Linked DNA regions of Mus musculus: all the other regions are linked to region 3. A link is a contact called in public HiChIP or PLAC-seq data. All regions are on one chromosome and are shown on one strand. Each heading gives the region's core, a stretch centred on a gene start, on an enhancer-like site or on the middle of the called end of the contact. The rest is flanking DNA. Distances are from core to core; before and after follow the strand shown. Region 1 holds the start of Cxcl16 (chemokine (C-X-C motif) ligand 16). Region 2 overlaps Gm40191 (a long non-coding RNA gene). Region 3 holds the start of Gabarap (gamma-aminobutyric acid receptor associated protein).

Region 1 (4,165 bases), core at 322-2,821, 470 kb before region 3:
CCTGTTTGGGTATTTTCTCCACCTGTACGCCTGTATGCCTCATGCATGTAGTGCCTGTAGAGGCCAGAAGAGGGTGTTGGATCCCCTTGGGAATGGAGTTACAGAAGGTGGTTAGCACCATGTGGGCGCCGGGAATTGAACCTGGATCCTCTGGAAGAGTTAGTGAGTGCTCTTAACCTGTGAGCCATCTCTCCAGCCCTAGCACCTGGATATTATCCTTAAGATGCAAGGCTTCTGGACTTTCATTCCTTACAAGTGCTTGGATGTTGATTCAAATTACAGAACAAAAACACACTGTGGTAGATGAAAACAACTTCTGGCATCAGATTTGCATGAAGGTTACCAGCTCATGCCTCCTCTTTGGGTCTTGAGTGACATGGTAGGACTCAGGGTGGGGCCGTCCTGGGCTCTTACCATTCTTCTGTCCTTTCCTCTTTTCAGGAGCCCTCTCATCCTCTGGTCGCTCCTCTCTGCTGCCTTCTTCTCGGCTTGCCTCCTGCTGGGTCACCTCTGACTCTGGAGCAGGCTTTGCTTCTTGGGGGAATCTCTTGCTTGGAGGGGCTGGCTCCCCACCCTCCTGTGGTTCCACCTTCTCCATGCCTGGCCTCTCTCCATGCTCCTCATCTTCCTCCTCCTCCTCCCCTTCTTCCCCATCCTCTAGGCTGACAAAACTGACATAAGGACTCAGGTCTCTCAGGTGAAGTGGAGGCTCATCTCCCAGGAGCCGGGAAGCCCCTAGGCCTGGCCCAGGACCTGGCTCGGCACCTTGCCCCAGGCTGATGCCCACACTGCGGTTTGGTAAGACATGGAGCACCCAAAGGGCAGGATCCTGAGGCAGCCTCCTTATCTGTGACTCCAGTTGACGCCATCGGCCCTCAAGGCTGGTCCCCATGGTCCCCCTCTCTGCCACAAACTTGCGGAACCAGCCAAAGAGAAGAGCAGCAAAATCGAGGAACTCGTCTCGGTATCCAGACACAAACTCCATGTCTTTAGATACTCAGGGCTTGGACCCAGACCGAGCAGAAAGGGATATGTGATAATCGTGAGGATCAGGGTAGTGGTGAGGCTTTGGGCTGGGTCGCAAAAGGGAGAAGGGTGTGGGTTTGAGGTAAGATTTACAGAGGAATATTTGGAGCCGAGACTAGGATTTGCAGGGATGAGAATGGAGGAAGGCTAGATTGGAAAGTGGATGTTTAGGGTTAAAGGGGGAGTACTCAGGAATGAAATTGTACCTGGGGCACAAAACTCAATGATTCAAATCCTAAAGTGAGATTTGAATTAAGGGAAGACACGAGGTAAGGCTAATCCTATGGAGATAGGCTTGCTTAGAAGAGGAAATTTGGGGGTCTGTTGGTCTGAGTAAGTACTGAGGCATCTCTTGGGTCTGGATCAGTTTGGTGCGAACCCCACCCCCTTTCCGGCCGCTCCTCTCCTCCGGTACCTACAGCCGCCACCACTTTTCGAAGGTAAATACCTCGTGCTGGAGGACCGTCGTGACGTCAGGCAGTATCAGGCCAGGGCGTGGGCATTCCTACAGGTCTGGTGACTTGTTTGACTGCTTCACCTTGGCCATGTGACTGGATCCTACTGAGACCCAGCGGTCCAGGGAAGTGAAAGCATCTTGGAGCCAGAGGAAGGATCTAGAGGGTCACCCACTTTACAAACCAGCAGACAGACAGATGACTTCTCAAGAGGGCTGAAATCCCCGAACCCAACCGAGTCATTCTTCGGGAACCACAGCTTGCTCACTCGGATTCCTCTGGTTCTACAGCCCAAATTTTCTTTCGGTTTTGTCGGATAGTCTTGGCTGACCCTACGGCTGGCCGGCCGGAGACTGGAGCTCCGCCTTCGGGGCAGGGGTGTGTGTGTCCCCCGACTGGGAGCTGGGCGCAAAGCGGGCTCCCCGGTACCGACCAGACGGTCGGTTCCGGACAGCGCGCGCCGGGGGACAGAAGGCGCCACCACCTCGCGCCCCCTCCCCTCCTGAGCTTGGCACGGATCAGCGCCTTCGCAAAACATCAGTCAGGGTGAAGAAGAGAAAGCTTTAGAGAATTGGCTGGATGTCGGCTAGGTGACCTCGTCCCAACAAGCTCCGCAGAAGCCGGAGATGAGGCGGGGCTTTGGACCCTTGTCTCTTGCGTTCTTCCTTTTCTTGTTGGCGCTGCTGACCCTGCCAGGTTAGTCGGGGGTGGGGGTGGGGGTGGGACGCGGGACTGGGGCCCCTGAAGGAAACTGCGGAGGGGCACTAAGTCCATCCGCGGGATTAAGAACGCAGCCCAGAGCTATCCAGGGCTGCAGCGGTGACTAGGGAAAGTCTGTCTGAGATTAGACTGGGACAAGGGCAGATTCCTCAGTCTGAGAACCCAGGCTGATTCCTTTTCCATTAGGCGATGGCAACCAGGGCAGTGTCGCTGGAAGTTGTTCTTGTGATCGTACCATTTCTTCTGGCACCCAGATACCGCAGGGTACTTTGGATCACATCCGAAAATACCTGAAAGCATTTCATCGTTGTCCATTCTTTATCAGGTACTGTCTCTTTTCCCCCCAGGGCAGGTGTGGGACCATCGATCTGAACACCCAGTCCAAGTCCCGGAGCCTAATTCCTTTCTAGTTTTACTTATCTGGGGATTTCCAGCTGTAGTGGGGCTCACCTTCTTGTGACTTCACACCTTTGGAATGAGGAAAGGTAGGGAAGGGAAGGAGTGGACTACATTGATCCTTTTGCAGGTTCCAGTTGCAGTCCAAAAGCGTGTGTGGGGGAAGCCAAGACCAGTGGGTCCGTGAACTAGTGGACTGCTTTGAGCGCAAAGGTGAGAGCCTTTTCTGTCCTCCAGTGGGCCATCAGGGTGCAGGCTGCCACCTTACAATGCCCTTTGCCTCTGCCACATAGCACTTTCTTCGTTAGAACCTTTTAACTTTCACTGAAGTTCTGTCACTTCAGTCTGTGTTTTCCCAATATCATTTACTGTCATCTTCCTGGATTTGGCCAATTTGTTCTACCACAAATGCTATGACTTAATATTTTCTTTCTTTTTTTTTTTTTTAAAAGATTTGTTGATTTATTTATTATATGTAAGTACACTGTAGCTGTCCTCAGACACTCCAGAAGAGGGCACCAGATCTCATTACGGATGGTTGTGAGCCACCATGTGGTTGCCGGGAATTGAACTCAGGACCTTCGGAAGAGCAGTCAGTGCTCTTAACCGCTGAGCCATCTCTCCAGCCCCCGACTTAATATTTTCTTGAAGTCACTATTTTAATATAAACTATACTCAAGATTGGTCAAGCTAAGTGTGTACACTGCCCCTGAGTGAGCTCCCCGGGTTTTTTTTGACATTTTTAGACAGGGTCTGGTTAAGTTGACTGGGATGGTCTTGAACTTGCTATCTTCTTGTCTCAACCTCTCTAGTAGCTGGGATTATAGGACTCTGCAACAGGCTTGACTTTCACTGCTGTGTTGTCACTGAAATCACTTGAAGGTACTATTTTCATTTTCTAATACTTCATGATGAAAATAAACATGTTTAAGTTGAAAGAATTCAACCACACACCTTTAACCCTAACATTCTGGGAGGCAGAAGCAGGTGGATCTTGGTGAATCTGAGGCCAGCCTGGTCTACAACATGAGTTTCAGGATAGCCAGGTCTATGTACGAAGACCCTACCTCAAAAACAAAACAAAAAGTTGAAAAAAATTCTACAATGGGCAGCTTCTATGCACATCATCTAGATTTTGTAATACTTGATTTACAGTTTTTGTTTTGTTGTTGTTTTGGGGTTTTGTGGGGGGATCCTCCCCAGCCCTAGGCAGGGTTTCTTTGTTTAAGTCTTGGCTGTCCTGGAACTCACTTTGGAGACCAGGGTGGTCTCAAACTCACAAAGATCTGAATGCCGCTGGCTCCCGAGTGCTGGGGATTAACGGTGTACATTCCCTCCTGTTGGCTCTTGAGTTCAATATTTATTGATCTTTTTTCTTTCAAGGTAAACAAACAAATACTTAATGAAATGAATAAATCCTAAGGATACATAAGCCAGTTTTTAAACAACTTATCAGCATTCCTTCAGCTACACCTCTCATGTAGAGATTGTATTTTTTTTTAAGAATTACTTATTTTATGTATATGTGTACACTGTAGCTATCTACAGACACACCAGAAGAGGGCATC
Region 2 (3,714 bases), core at 625-3,124, 270 kb before region 3:
AGGGGTAGCTGGGCATGGTGTCACTACCTTCCTGTCAATCTCACACAAAGAAAGAAAAAAAACCACAAGCCACCAGATAGATTACACGTGCCCATAACTTCCTACCTATCACAGCTCTTGGGTATCCTCTTTTATCCCAGTCACAAGGGAGGAGGTGTCCCCTGCTACTTAGGGCCACAGTTTTCTACCTTTCCTTTATTACTGTCCTGCTCTGGGAGTCTGTGAGACATTGTTTTCTAATTGCTATGTGTGCTGCCTCATAAAAGTCTAATTCCTTCATACACTTTTACATACTGTGCTCCTTGGGGGGCCATGGCCTTTGGGTTAGGTCTGATGTTTGTGTCCTGTCCCCTTTGATGAGATTGCAGCACTGAGAACCCGTTCTTCCACACATTCTCAGAATTTTCTTTTCTTCTACTCCAGGGGTTCTCAGCCTGTGGGTCGAGACCTCTTTGTGGGTCAAATGAGCCACTCACAGGGGTCACCTAAGACCATCAGGAAACACAGGTATTTACATTATGATTCATAACAATAGCAAAACTACAGTTATGACGTAGCAACAAAAATAATGCTTTGGTTCGGGGTCACCACAACACGAGGAACTGTATTAAAAGGTTGCAGCATTAGGAAGGCTGAGAAGTGCTGGTCTACAGGGTCTTCACTTCCCCAGCAACTCAGGCTCTCCCACTCGCTTCCAAAGGTACTGAGTTCAATTCCCAGTAACCACATGGTGGCTCACAACCATCTGTAATGGGCATCTGATGCCCTCTTCTGGTGTGTCTGAAGACAGTGGCAGTGTGTTCATATACATGATATAAATACATCTTTAAAAAAATTAACATGACTGCATCTCATCTAGTTACCATATACCTATTATTTATATTTATTATGATTGTTTTATAATGGAAACTTCTGGGGGAGGGGGGTTATGTTCAAAACAGAGTTTTTTTGTGTAGCCCTGCTGGAATTTACTCTGCTGACCAGGCTGGCCTCGAACTCACAGAGATCCACCTGCCTCTGCCTCCCAAGTACTGGAATTAAAGGCATGAGCCACCATCACCTGGAGTTATAAAGAATACTTATTCAATATGAGGATACTTGAATTCTCTTAGTAAATTTAGTATATACATTATTATGAACTGTGCTATGTCCTTGATTCTCATAAGTGAGGTCTTGTATACTGTGACCAATATTGCCTCTTTTCTTCCAACCCCTCTAAGTGATGGTTAGTTTTTGTCAACAGGATACAAAGTAGAGTCATCTGGGAAGGAGAACTTCAGCTGAATAATGACTTCCATGCGATTTCTCTGAGGGCATTTCTCTGAGGCTCTTTTCTTTACTCTTCTCTTCTCTTCTCTTCTCTTCTCTTCTCTTCTCTTCTCTTCTTTCCTTTCCTTTTCTTTTCTTCCGAGAGAGGTTTTCTCTGAGGTTTTCCTGACTGTCCTGGAATTCACGCTATAGACCAGGCTGGCCTCAAACTCATAGAGCTTTGCCTGCCTCTGGAGCATTTTCTTCATTGATGATTTGATGTGGGAAGAAGGCTCAGTTTCCTGCCTCTTCTCCTGTGTGAGTTCCTGCCCTGACTCCCCTCAATGGTGGATATGAGCCAAAAACAAAAACAAAAACGCCTTTCTTCCCCAAGCTGCTTTGGGTCAGAGTTCCATTCCAGCAACATCAAGTCAAACTGGGGCATGCCAGCTCCCAGGGGCCACCGTTTCACTGTTAGACATTCAACATCTCTTCAGGTCCCATATAAGGTGGAAAACAATTAAGGAGATTACCTGGTGTCAATCTCTGGCCTACACACACACACACACACCAACCAATTAAAAAAGAAAAAAAAGGATGAATCAGATGTCTAGCTACAGAGCTGCAGAGATTTCTCTGAGATGAGTCAGGCCACACACACCCTTTCTCTTTGAGATAAGGTTCTATTCAGCCTAGGCTGGCACTGAACTCAGAGACATGCCTGTCTCTGTCTCTTAACTACTGGAATTAAAGGTGTGAGCCAATCTTGCTCTCTAGGAAAGCTCCAGGAAGCACGCACGCGCGCACACACACACACACACACACACACACACCAGTATAGAACAGGTTTGTTTCTTTAAAATAATCAAAACCAACCATCCTGAACAAACCTTCCTGGTTTCTTCTCTGAGACTTGGTTGCCCCCACTTCGCACATCCTTCAAAGGCACACAGTGGCCTCCTTCCTGGTCCCCCCTTTCCATGTGCCTTCTCCACTCTGACACTCCTGTCATACAGAGTTGGTGGTAGAGGAAAAGGAAAGAAGGGAGCCAATGGTGTTCTTTTACATGTTCAGTGTTAAGTTCTCTCTCAAAGTCTGAGAAGGTCTCAGGAGAGGTCTGCATTAGGAAAAGAGTACCCATGATCTCAAAGGAGAACCAACCCTCCCTGACCAGAACTCAACTCCAAGCCTAAGGGTACAGGAGACTAAGGATGGACAGAGCCTTGGCACAGCCTGGAGCATGCAGTCCTGCTTGGAGACCTTGTCCAAAATTGTGTGAACCCGGAGTTTGGAAGCTCGAGTTTGTGTCGCTGTGGCCCACGCAAGGCATCTCGGAAGCATTGGGAAATGACTTATTAGATTTCACAGGACAAAGTTCCTCCTGTCACATCAGAAAACACCAGATAGCAAGGACCACACTCCGAGAGGAAAGTCCTGGCCTTCCTGCAAGTGGAAACAGGTGTTGTATCCAACTTACTAATTAAAAAAGTGAATGTTACATTATCTGCCTTGAAATCATGTCCTATCATCACACACTTAAAATTACATGGCTAATAATGTAATGGTAATTTCTTATGAGTAAATGCCTCAAGAAACTTATATTATAGCCCTGTGTCATACACAAGCTCTAAGCAGCGCAGCAAAGACAGTAGAAACATCATCCAAAAAGAAAAGAAAAAAAGACAAAGAAAGTGACTGCAAGGCAAGGCGTTTGGCACGGGAGAAGGAAAAGGGATGGAATTGTTACGTTTAGAAAACGTCTTAAGAAACATCTTGGCTATGGAGTAGTGCAAGGGTCGCCGTGCTCGCCCACATCCCCGGGGTATAACCCAGCGGGAAAAGCTTTGATCCAGAAGTTAAAAGTTGCAGAGACAGGTCACGAGAGAGTGGGAGTTGGCTTCTGGCACAGACAGCAGGCACTGGAGTCTGGACCAAGAGAGGTTAGCTTTGAAGGTTCTAGACAAAGGGAAGGCACTGTTCCTTCTTGTGCCGTAGAGGAGAGCAGTCAGAGGACAGATTTAAAATGTGATGTTGAATTCTCGGTATTAAAGAGTAAGGAAAGGAGCTGAGCATGGTGGTGCATGCCTTTAGTCTCAGCACTGGGCAGAGGAGGCAGAGGCAGAGGCAGAGGCAGAGGCAGAGGCAGAGGCAGAGGCAGAGGCAGAGGCAGAGGCAGAGGCAGAGGCAGAGGCAGAGGCAGAGGAGGCAGAGGCATCTCTGTGAGTTCTAAGCCAGCCTGGCCTACATAGTAAAAATTCTTTCATTCAGATAGATGGATGGATAGACAGATATGAGAGAGAGAGAGAGAGAGAGAGAGAGAGAGAGAGAGAGAGAGAGAGAGAGAGAGAGAGATCTGAGAGCATGTGTCAGAAAACAAGTAAATTCATATCTGTTTCCAAGTAATGAAGCTGGCCCAAGGCTTGTATAGGTTTGCAGATTGATACAAGTTCCTCAGAGACAGAAATA
Region 3 (3,982 bases), core at 1,390-3,889:
ACAAAACAAAACAAAACAAACAAAAACAAAAACAAAAACAAGCTGGGCTTGGAAGCGCAAGCCTTTAATCCCAGCACTTGGGAGGCAGAGGCAGGTGGATTTCTGAGTTCGAGGCCAGCCTGGTCTACAAAGTGAGTTCCAGGACAGCCAGGGCTTTACAGAGAAACCCTGTCTCTGAAAAAAAAAAAAAAAAAAAGAAAGAAAGAAAGAAAGAAAGAAAGAAAGAAAGAAAGAAAGAAAGAAAGAAAGAAAGAAAAAGGCTGACCTCACTGCCCGGTGTGGTGGCACACGCCTTTAATCCCAGCACTCGGGAGGCAGAGGCAGACGGATTTCTGAGTTCAAGGCCAGCCTGGTCTACAAAGTGAGTTCTAGGACAGCCAGGGCTATACAAAGAAACCCTGTCTCAAAAAAACAAAAAACAAACAAAAAAAAAAGAGGCTGACCTCAAACTCACTATACTATGTAGTCAACAACTTCCAACTTGATACTGCTGCCTCGGCCTCTACCTTCCTCTGCTTCCACAGTGCTGGGACTGAAGCTGTGCATGATCATGCCCCACGTTCAGTGGTTTTGAGGGTTTTTAATTTGGGGATTTTTATTTTTGATTGTTTTATTTTTATTTTTATTTATTTATTTATTATTTTTTTTTTTGAGACAGGGTCTCACTACTAAGTATCTCTGACTAATCAGGATAGACTCAAACTCAAAAGAGACCCACCAGCCTCTGACTCCTGGATGATCGGATTAAAACTGTGTGCAGAAACAGCTGTGCTTTGGATTTAAAGGATCAAAGGTATGTGTCACCATTCAGGATGAGGACTTATAACAACTCTAACACCAGCACTCAAGAGGCATAAGCAGGAAGCTCTCTGAGTCTGAGGTCAGCCTGGTCTGTGTGTCAAGTTTAGGGCAGTGGTGGCGCACACCTTTTGTTAAGCCCAGCCCTAGGGAGGCAGAAACAAGTGGGTCTCTGGGAGTTTAGAGGCCAACCTGGTCTACAGAGGGGATTCCAGGACAGCCAGGATTATACAGAGAAGCCCTGTCTCCTAAAGAAAACGAACAGAAAGTAACAACAACAACCACCACTCCTCAAACGCAATCTATTCTTTGACATCTGGGACTCTTGGAGAGACTCACTTAGGTAGTAAGTCCCAGTCAGAACAACTCCACCAGTTCATACTCCTCCCTATTCTCAGCGCTAGTAAGATCCCACGGCAGGGCTGTACTGACATTTTAAAGTTAGCCAGCAGCGACCGCTGGCCTTTACTTTCCTCTCCAAACACTACCGTTCCTTCCAAGGTACTGTACCTGGTACAGCTGACCCATCGTGGCACTGGTGGGTGGAATGACATTGTTGACAAAGAAAAACAAGGCATCTTCAGCACGGAGATGAATTCGCTTCCGGATCAAGAAGTAGAATTGACCAACTGCCAAAAACAGGAGATGCAAGCAAGTCACAGAGGTCGTAGGCGCCTCCAGAGAACAGCTGCCAGGTGAAGCCTCCTCCCACAGAGTTGGCAGGCCCACCCACAGAAAGAAACGTGCACCACAGGTCAAGCCCTCACCTGTAAGATCAGAAGGCACCAGGTATTTCTTTTTGTCCAGGTCTCCTATCCGAGCTTTGGGGGCTTTTTCCACTATCACCTGATAAAAGGTAAGAATGAGAAAAATGAATATATATATATATATATATACATACATACACATATATATGCTGCTATATCGATGAAGAACTCAACATACAATATTCCCTTTTACTGAAACCTACTGGAATCTCATTTCTCTAGTTATCCTTATATACGTGGTGCACACAGCATTAGGTCCAAAGCTCCTGGCCTCACTCTTACCTAAATATTGAGAACTGATCCTAGAACGGCGCATCACAATAACTATTTTCACCAGAGAATACAGGATGACTTGTTTGGGTCAAAAATCTACATTAAATCTAGCTAGTTGGGAGGATGGCCATGGAAACTCTGGGTTGTCAAGCTCACTAAGGCCTCTATTCTGAGAAATACCCTGATCTCTCTCTCCCGTCCACATCTTAGTCCCCAGCTCTACTTCAGGTGAGAGACCTCTGGTACCAGAGACAACAGAGTTCTAACCCCACGACAGACAGAGCCTGACTTCAGCTTTCCCAGACTCAAGCATAGCCTGTGGCGACAGCGTCAGCGACGCTAGCCTGGGCCCTGGCTACTGTCCTTACCGGGACCCGGTCTGGGTATTTCTTTCGGATTTTCTCGCCCTCAGAGCGGCGCTTCTCGAACGGATGCTCCTCTTTGTACACGAACTTCATTCTCCCGAGAACCGGGCTGGACCGAGCTGGGCTGAGGGAACCCAGGGGGGGGGCCGGGACAGGGGGCGGCGGCGGAGGCGGCTTCGACGAACAGACTTGGCGGAGCGATCCACGAATTTGCGCCACTTCCCTATTCATCAACCCCGCCCCCGACCATCGGACCGGCCCCGCCTGCTAACATACGCCACTAGCTCAGCTTGCTAGCGCAACCCGTAGCCTGGTCCTCTTACGCCTTCAGCGTAACTGCTTTGGAATCAACTTGTGGGTTACACATATGACATCGCAGATAAGGTTGCTGTTGTTTCGAGTGAACTGAAAAACCCTTTCCCACAGTACAAAGTTGAGGACGAAACTGGTACCCAGTGGCAGTCATGAGATTTAGTTCTGCAGTTCTCGGAAATTACGTTGGGGAAAGGCAGACAATTACAAGTCTAGGATTTCATGAGACGTGTTTCTACGCTGAAGGTGGCCGTTGACACCAAAACAAAGTAGTACCCAAGCTGTGGATATGGACACCATAAGACAGAAAGGAAAGAGGTTTGCAGACACCCAGGGAATGCTCAAGGCTCAGGCTTATGTGAACCAAGAGAAACTGCAAAAGCCCCAAAGATAAGGACTACACCAGAGCGGAGGAACACATTTCTGAGTGTAGATAAAATCATGTGACCTCAGAAAAGGGCGGAGAATCACGTGGCGGGTGGCGAAAAGTAGTCCCGGCTCTGGAGAGGAGGTGCCAGGAAAGAGGGTTCCGCCCCAGGTTACTGCTGGAGTGCCAACACCTCGTAGGCAGCGCCCTCTTAGCCTGTCCACGTCAACTTCCCAGACAAGCCCAGCCTTTCTCCAGCTGTATGCCCTTCCAGGGTTCTAGAGTTTTCCCTCTTTAGCCTTCTATATCCTACTTTAAAGTTGTTGGTCCACTGTCCATCAGGGACTCCATCCAGTCAGTGGGGCCTTTCCTGCCGAACACTGAACATAAACTACTTTATCCCTGTGCTAAATCCCACTTCCCCCCAACTCCAAACAGCATCTTCTCCCTCTGCTTCAAGGACAGAGCAGATGTCAACAAAGTTCCCTCCATTTCCAAAAACATCAGAGAAGGGTCTAGGGCAGCTTTGGTTTCAAAGTTATAATGCATGGTTTAAAAGAGGAAAGAAGAAAGGAGCCGATTACAGGTATGGGGGATTGGGGAAAGAAAAAAAATGAGGAAAAGTAAGGGGGGGACAAGTCTGAGGAGGATCCAGTGGCCCGAAACCCCAGTCCCCACCCACAGCCCAGCCCTTGGAGCAGGAGTGAAGAATTAGATCAGTTTTGTATAAGAGTTTTTAAAAAAATCAAATCACAACAAAGTTGAATTGGCTTCTTTTGAGCCTCTGGGATATGTCTGTCACTCTGGCCAGTCCTGCCTCTTCACCAGACTGTTTCGGCTCCTCTAGGCCTTCGCCTGTCCCAGTCTGGCATTTCCACGGAGTGTGAACCCAGAGTGAGGCTGCTTCACGGTCTGGCCCATGTGTCCATCCAGACTCCATAAGTGGAGTGTAGGGCTCCCAGGGCAGAGGGGTGGGAGGGGCAGACTCTGCCCAGGCAGTCCTCACATTGGACAGGGCAACAGACGGTGTCCCAAGAACTCTCCCTCCCTTTCCCCTCCACCCCAACTCAGGTGGAGGGGGAGCAGCTGTCACCAGAGCC

The links. HiChIP or PLAC-seq counts read pairs in DNA pulled down with a chosen protein or histone mark.
Region 1: a contact with region 3 is called in an HNF4G HiChIP or PLAC-seq map of pancreatic cancer cells. The contact joins the promoter of Cxcl16 here to the promoter of Gabarap in region 3. A contact is called at or near these places in 2 of 115 datasets of contacts at active chromatin or transcription factors (bone marrow-derived dendritic cells and pancreatic cancer cells) and 1 of 9 other capture datasets (adipose tissue).
Region 2: a contact with region 3 is called in a FOXA1 HiChIP or PLAC-seq map of pancreatic cancer cells. The contact joins the enhancer-like site here to the promoter of Gabarap in region 3. A contact is called at or near these places in 3 of 39 promoter capture datasets (the C10 cell line, neural stem cells and pre-B cells), 3 of 115 datasets of contacts at active chromatin or transcription factors (bone marrow-derived macrophages, forebrain and pancreatic cancer cells) and 3 of 9 other capture datasets (adipose tissue, liver and pancreatic islet).

The regions. Positions count from the first base shown.
Region 1 is chr11:70,457,390-70,461,554 of GRCm38.p6, reverse strand. Cxcl16 (chemokine (C-X-C motif) ligand 16) reads left to right here and starts at 1,571. Exons shown (of 5, transcript NM_023158.7): 1 at 1,571-2,177; 2 at 2,388-2,526; 3 at 2,728-2,810. The coding sequence starts at 2,108. It overlaps Zmynd15 (zinc finger, MYND-type containing 15), which reads right to left and starts at 2,122. Exons shown (of 14, transcript NM_001029929.3): 1 at 1,475-2,122; 2 at 415-1,003. The coding sequence starts at 985.
Region 2 is chr11:70,257,456-70,261,169 of GRCm38.p6, reverse strand. The region is part of intron 2 of Gm40191 (a long non-coding RNA gene); the gene reads right to left. Among named protein-coding and RNA genes, the nearest start is that of Alox12, 3.9 kb to the right of the region's middle. Within about 2 kb of position 1,874, at least 21 of the 459 cell types and tissues checked have an H3K27ac peak or open chromatin away from gene starts, as enhancers often do. A contact at or near this core is called in pancreatic cancer cells, where this site is marked.
Region 3 is chr11:69,990,027-69,994,008 of GRCm38.p6, reverse strand. It overlaps Gabarap (gamma-aminobutyric acid receptor associated protein), which reads right to left and starts at 2,639. Exons shown (of 4, transcript NM_019749.4): 1 at 2,207-2,639; 2 at 1,566-1,644; 3 at 1,309-1,427. The coding sequence starts at 2,296. Ctdnep1 (CTD nuclear envelope phosphatase 1) reads right to left here. Exons shown (of 8, transcript NM_026017.2): 8 at 3,408-3,982. The coding sequence ends at 3,972.